2 separate regions of the Hordeum vulgare genome follow, and region 1 is linked to region 2. A link is a contact called in public Hi-C data. All regions are on one chromosome and are shown on one strand. Each heading gives the region's core, a stretch centred on a gene start, on an enhancer-like site or on the middle of the called end of the contact. The rest is flanking DNA. Distances are from core to core; before and after follow the strand shown.

Region 1 (3,540 bases), core at 115-2,614, 400 kb before region 2:
GGAAACACATGTTTTCTGTTTTATTTTCGTGAGAGACACGGTTTTGCTTTCGCGAGAGGCACACAGTCGTGCCTCTCGAAAAGGAAAAAAACGTGTTTTTATTTTTTATTTTTTTTGAGAGACATGGTTTTGCTTCCGCGGGAGGCATGACCGTGCCTCTCGAAAAGGAAGAAACGTATTTTTTGTTTGTTTTTGCGAGAGACATGGTTTTTTTATTTTTTTTCGTCTTGTTTTTCGTGATTTTTTTTCCATCAAGACCTATCAACATGAAAATTTGTTTTGAAGATCTCGACGTGAGGAAGCCAACAGTAAAAACAATTCGAGATTTGGACGCACGGTTTAGAAGATAAAATGTTTTGAAAAATATGAATCTATAAAAAGGGGAAAAACTCTCAGGTCGCGACAAGTGACACACATGCAGTGCGATACTTGTCACAACCTGGAAATGAAACTAATCTTTAAAAAGAATACTCCTCAATTAGTGATTTCAAAAAAGAAGCTAAGGACTCGCGCTATGCGAGATACATGGTTTGTGGTTATATAGTGGTGTCCTTCAAGCGCAGCCGGGCTTCGGGCTTTTTAAATGGGCGGACTTGGGCTTAAAATTTGGAAAAATGGTGGAGAGTTTGTTGTTGGGCTTTTAAGAGCCCGGCCTGAAACCCAATGTGGCCCGAGATACATGGTTTGTGGTTATATAGTGCCGTCTTTCAAGTGCAGCAGGGCTTCAAGCTTTTTAAACGGGAAACCCTATTTAGCGCTACAGGCGTCGGTTAAAGGTAAATTTTGCTAACCGGCGCCTGCAGCGCTCCGCATTGGCCAGCCCGTTTAGAGATCAGATTTGTGTTTTAGCCCGTGAAGTTTTTTGAAAATCGATGAAATTTCAAAAATTGATGTTTTTTTAAATCGATGAACTTTTTTGAAAATCGGAGAACATATTGGAAAGTTCATGAACTTTTTTCAAAATTAGTGAACTGTTTCTATAAACTGATGATTTTGTTTTGAAAATCAATAATTTCATTTTCAAATTCAGCGAACTTTCTGAAAATATATAAACATATTTCAAAAATCGGTGAACTATTTTTTTTATAGTCATTGATTTTTTTTCGCAAATCTGATTTTTTAAAATTCTATGAACTTCTTTTCGATTTTTAAGGACCAACAGATTCAACATGGGCCGGTCCACGAGAAGGAGCTCTGCAGGCGCCGGTTTGCCTAACCGGCGCTTAAGGCGCCATATAGGACCTCCCTTTTTATACGGGCGGACTTGGGCTTAGAATTTGGAAAATTGCTGGAGAGTTTGCCATCTGGCTTTTAAGAGCGCGGCCTTCCCCTCCTCCGCACGCCCCTCTTCTTCGTCATCTAGCCGGCGGCTGCGGCAGCGGGCCAATCTCTACCTTCTGCAACGCGTCCCGCCCGCGTGCTGAGCGGCTTGCTGTTCGCACTCAGATGCAGATCCTACGCTCGATTCTTCCTCTCCTCCGACGCTCTGACGGTGCCACTTCTCCCTCCGCAATGCACCGCCTCTCCTCCCCTTTGCGGTCACTCCTCTCTTTCACGACCTCTACTCTGCCTAGCTGGTGGCCGCTCCGACGAGTTTTGCCTCATAATCCAGCCGCTCGTCGTGTTTGCAGGTGTGTTTCCTTGTTCTGGTGCTAAAGTTTGCACCTTTATTGTCTGCTATACTTATGGATCTTGATTATCCCAAAACAGAGAAAATGATGCCGAAAGAAATAGAAATGGATTTCAAGCTTAACGTCACGATTTCAATCATGACTGATGGTACCATCTTATTGTGTCAGATGCTGATATTGGCCTTTTATGCTCTTTGGTGATAGATTTCCTCATGGATCTCGCAGCATGGCCCGCAGCAGTGGAGTAAAAGGCTGGGATGCACAGATGCCTGGTTGCCCCGTTGACGGTGTATGTCCTATGGCTATATTTCCTAAAAGCAGCCACCATGATGGTTCTATGTACAAGGGTAGGCATGCATGGAAAAAGGAATATCGTATTGCAGATCGTAACCAGAGTAAGTGATGGATATCTCTTTTCCTGATACGTTTCTGATAAATTTTGAGGTATTTTGATGTACTGTGTTTACTTTTACAAGTTGAATACCAGTGCATTGCCAGAAATAAAAGGAAATCTCATCAATGGTACTCAGGGATGCATTTGGGTGTTTGCAAAAGTAATAGACAGCTAAACTGTTGTGACGTAAGCTTGTGCCACTGTCATCTTAATCATTGTTGTGATTCATTCAACTTTATATCCCGTCCAGACTTTTTCGATTGTTCCTACACTATTTCCCAGTCCACCTTTACCTACCATCCCCTCCCCAAGTTTCTTTCTTTTTTTCTAAAATGGGTTCAGTTCACTTCAAATGATATATCTTTTTTTGCCCCTCATAAATTTTTCTTTCAAAATTTGTGAGGCCGCATCGTGTCCTTCCCTGAGGAATAAGTTTATAACTGCTCAATTCTTTTTAGCATGTGCTCCCTCCGTTCCTTAGTATAAGACCTTTTAGAGATTCCAATACAGACTACATACAGAGCAAAATGAGTGAATCTACAATTTAAAATATGTCTATATCAATGTTTTGGATATCGGTAACTGGTACCATATCGGTCGGGTGCTGAGAAGGGTTTAATCAGTGAATCGGCCATTTAACTGAATATATCGGTAACCCATTTATCGGTCAGGGTAACTAGGTGCATATGCCCATATCTATATATAATTGGCTACATAGCAACATGCATTGTAATATTGCAATCCTAGGAGCATCAGCAAGACAGCAACAACAGCAAGAAAAACTAGAATGTCATATGCATAGGACAAGGCCAAAGTATTCCTACATAGCAAGACCGTGGCTGCTGATCGAGAAGGGGATGGCGCCGGTGCTGTTGCTTGTGGAGGGGACCGAGGGGTCAGAGCCTTCTGCTGCTCGGGGAGGGACCGAGCCAGATCCAGCTTGGGGAGGATCAGGTGCTGCTGCTCGAGAGAGGACACCGCCAGCAGGGGCTGCTTGGGGAGGGGAGGCGGCGCCGGTGGCTCCTCCAGGAGCGGGAGAAGGAAAAGAAGGAGCGGGGGACTGACCTAACGAGCTGCTGTGTGTTCGCTCTGAAAAAAGGGAGGGAACGGGCCTGTTTTGGGCCAAAAAAGTGCGCCCAGTTAATCGGCCCAGCCGGTAACTCGGCCTGTCAGACCGATTAACTGGGCCTCCAGTTAATGGGCTCGAATAGCCCTTTCTCGTATCGGAGGGGCTCCGAATCGCAGTTAACTGCCCGTATCGGCAGTTAACTGACCGATATTTTCAACAATGGTCTATATACATTCGTATGTAGTCCGTATTGAAATCTTTAAAAGGCCTTACATTTAGAAACGGAGGGTGTACTAGCAAAGTGACCGTGTGTTGCAATGAATCCATATTAATAGAATATGTGCTGAGAGAGACCGACCTTGAAAGCGTACGCTACTAGAAATATCATTAGTTCTCCTATATATCTGAAAAATACCATTACTAACAGCTTAGGTTTCATCCAGGTT
Region 2 (3,689 bases), core at 1,073-3,572:
CGCTCAGCTGCACGTATATAAGGATAAGCCACCCAGCACACCTCTGCATCTTCAACCGCACCCGCACACACGACACGACACAAGAAGCGGAGCACACACGCAACGCACGATGGCACGCACCGGCGCGACGACGACGACGGCAGCCGCCGCGGCGTTACTCCTGCTGCTGGCGCTGGTGGCCACCGGCGCCGCCGCGGCCGCCGGTGCTGGCTACGAGATGAACGCTGCTCCCGCCGCCGGCGGTCGGGCCCGGCCGGCGGGGCTGACGCAGTGCGTGGGCGTGTGTGGGACGACGGTCGCCTCGTGCCTCCTGGACTGCTACGACACGGCCGCCGGAGGGACCCTGCCCATCTGCTTCCTCGGCTGCACCAACACCGCCGTCTTCTGCGCCACCGACTGCTCCACCCAGGCGCTCTGATTCCCGGTCAATCCATCCGGCCGGCCAATGATCAACTATAGTCTATACGCAACCTCGATCCGTATCAAACGTACACGCACGGCATGCATAATGCATTCACTTCACGCGCAACCTGGCCCGTACGGACCCTCTCACGTATGAATAATATCAACTGTACTTCGTGTCAATCGACTCCTGCAACTAGGCACGAGTTTGTATGGTGAATTGGAGAATATACACAGTTTGCTACTATGTGCTTACATAATAACTCTACTTCTTTTCGATTTGATGGGTGGTGTCTCACTTTATGTAGTTTCCTTTTGGTTTTTCCGTGCCTTTTCCTTTTGCATCCTTATTATATTTATTAATTCATGAATATTTATCAAAAATCATGAAGATTTTTAGAATTAATGAATATTGTTTACATTCATGAAACATTTTAAGTCTGTGGATTTTTAAAATTTGTGAAGATTATTTAAACACATGAATATTTTCTAAATTGAACAATATATTTTAGTTGTGTTTTCTAATGTACAACTATTAAAAAAATAAAAAAGAAGGGAACTTCTTTTGATTTAAACTCACTCAAACAATAAATACGATATCTGGTTTTTCCTAAGCTAGCGGAGCGAGCGGAACAAAATAGATAGACGAGCGAGCGGAGTAGGGAGCTGGGCCGAGTGAGTGAGAGCTTCATGTCCTGGTCCATGTGAGTGTTGTTGCATCAACTTCATGGTTTCAACCTGGCATAAGAGCTCCCAAGGGGCTCACAGAACCACCATCGTCTTACACCAAGATCAAAATGCGTAAAGACTCCACAACCACACTCCTAACAACTCCACTCTTCTCTTGAAACAAGTATGATTTTCAACATCAGTGCAACACGATATACAAATAAGAAAAAATACCGCATAACATAATTAAAATCCAAGCCAACATAGATAAAGATTAAATGAAAATTAAAATGACCGTATGCATCGATTGATGCAGAGGCCGGGGTTTTGAACCTCCTTTTCTAAAAAAAGATAAAAAATTAAATGAAACAACACGAACCACATTAACCTGCTAAAGATAGAAGAGGTAATACGACGAGTGAAGAACATGGCCCAACAAAAACACGTTAGCCTCTAGTGTGAGGGAAGAGCAGAAAAAATGGAAGCGGCGATTCGGTGCCCAGCTGCAGATGCACCTCGGCGTGAACACTAAATCGTTTAAAATAAAATAAAAACTATTTTTTTTGGCAACCAAAATGATTGAATGTGTTATGTGCGTGCAAAAATTCGTGATGTTTGGACATTCGAGGCGATCGCAGCAAAAAGGACAAATTTTAGTTTTGAAAAACTTTTAAAAAGTACACTCTTTGGGTTCTATTTTGTCTCTTTTTCCCTAGAGATTGTCGTAGTCCAAACATCACTCGATCATCTTCGATGTCAAAGTTCAGAATTTAATTAGTTATTCTACTATTTTGTTTTGAATTTTCTGTTCATTGGGTGTAGATGTGCTCAGAACCACACTTGAATTACCGGAAAAAATGTACCTTTTCGAAAGGAACATGCTACCCAGTGGTATATGGTGCCACCTTCATGGAATATATTTACCACATCCTTTTTTTTTTGAATGTTTATCAATTTTTCTCTGACATTTTTTATTAATATTTGAGCGACCGTCTCCTTTTTTTTGGATAAATTTGAGCTGGCATCTTTTTTGTTTGAGATGGCCATCGAAAACAATCACTTTTTTTGCGAGAGCTTCAAAAACAATCATTTCAGCTCGCAAGGCAAACGGCCCACCTTATATAAGCCCATGGACTCTTATATGCTCTTTTTATATTGGGCTTGACTCTTTTTGGGCCATGCGCAGGAGTATCGGAGTTCCATTCTTCTCTCTGAAGAAAAAAAAGATCTGAGTTCGATTCCGGCGAGCGCAGTATAGAAGGAGACAGATGGGGAAGAAGGGCAAGGCGGCGGCGAGGGAGCGCCGGGAGGAGCGGCGGCGGGAGGTCACGCTCCTCCGCGCCGTACCCTACGAGCCCCACCAGCGGTGGTGGGACGGCCTTGCGCCGGCCCGCGCCGTGGCGGTGGTGACGGGGGCCAGCCGCGGCATCGGCTACGAGATCTCCCGCCAGCTCGCGCGCCACGGCCTCCACGTCGTCCTCGCCTCGCGCGACGCCGCGCGGGGCCGGGACGCCGCGGAGAGGATCCTCCGGGAGGCCGAGGAGGCGGGCGCGGAGTGGCGGCAGCTCGACGTGGCGGACGCCGCGTCGGTGGAGGCCTTCGCCGCCTGGACGGCGCGGACCCACGGCGGCATCCATATCCTTGTGAGCACCCGTGCTTCTCGCCATGTGATCAGTCAACTGCCATGCTTCTTCTATAGTCTATAGCACTGTTAAACACTTCAATTCGTTTTATTTGCTACCAAGCCTCTTCACTTTCGATCTCAGTTTGGACAATCCAACACACGGCAGCGATTTTAGTTCCAGGTGTTACTCAATTTTGTTATCCATTTGACTAGTGGAGCTGCTGGAAATTATGTTGCTTAAGCAGTCATGCATAGAGTTCTGAATATTTGGCAGCCCAGCAAAAATGTTTCTACATGTGCAGTATAACAATGAGTACTGTATTTTATTTCAAACATGTGAAGTGCTCGGATATGGATTATAGGTTCTCCACAAAGTAAACAGAGTCAAAACCAATGCCTTATTAAGTATGCAATAAGTGGTGCTTATACTGTCAGATGTTTCTCTGGATATCTTTGGTTACCCAGCTACAGGTTAACAATGCAGGTGTAAACTTCAACAGAGGAGCAGATAATTCTGTTGAATTTGCTGAGCAAGTTATCCAGACAAATTATTTTGGTACAAAGCGCATGATTGAAGCCATGCTACCATTATTGAAACCTTCTCCGTATGGTGCCCGGATAGTGAATGTGAGCTCAAGGCTTGGTAGGGCTAATGGCAGACGCAATGTAAGTTTCGTCATTAACTTTTTTTTTTCCCAAGTGACCCATTCTGAATGATCCTTGACTTGTTTTTTCTCTTTTCTAACCCATCAGAAAATCGGTGATGCAAGCCTAAGAGAGCAACTATTAAGTGACGATTGTTTATCTGAGGAATTGATTGATGGGATGGTCACCAAATTCCTTGAACAAGTGAAGCAAAATAGTTGGTCCTCCATTGAGTGGCCTCAGATGTACACGGACTATTCCGTATCAAAGCTTGCTGTTAATGTGTATACAAGACTCATGGCAAGGAGGCTTTCTGACAGGTCTGAAGGCCAAAAGATTTACATTAACT

The links. A called contact is a pair of places that touch in the nucleus more often than the background predicts.
Region 1: a Hi-C map of seedling shows a contact between it and region 2, with 2.0 times the contacts expected there. The contact joins the promoter of LOC123445326 here to the promoter of LOC123445324 in region 2. A contact is called at or near these places in 2 of 6 Hi-C or Micro-C datasets (leaf and seedling) and 1 of 1 datasets of contacts at active chromatin or transcription factors (embryo).

What each region holds. Positions count from the first base shown.
Region 1 is chr3H:581,239,579-581,243,118 of MorexV3_pseudomolecules_assembly, reverse strand. LOC123445326 reads left to right here and starts at 1,364. Exons shown (of 4, transcript XM_045122293.1): 1 at 1,364-1,631; 2 at 1,836-2,026. The coding sequence starts at 1,447.
Region 2 is chr3H:580,836,763-580,840,451 of MorexV3_pseudomolecules_assembly, reverse strand. LOC123445324 (carbonyl reductase [NADPH] 1-like) reads left to right here and starts at 2,322. Exons shown (of 4, transcript XM_045122288.1): 1 at 2,322-2,714; 2 at 3,167-3,361; 3 at 3,449-3,689. The coding sequence starts at 2,340.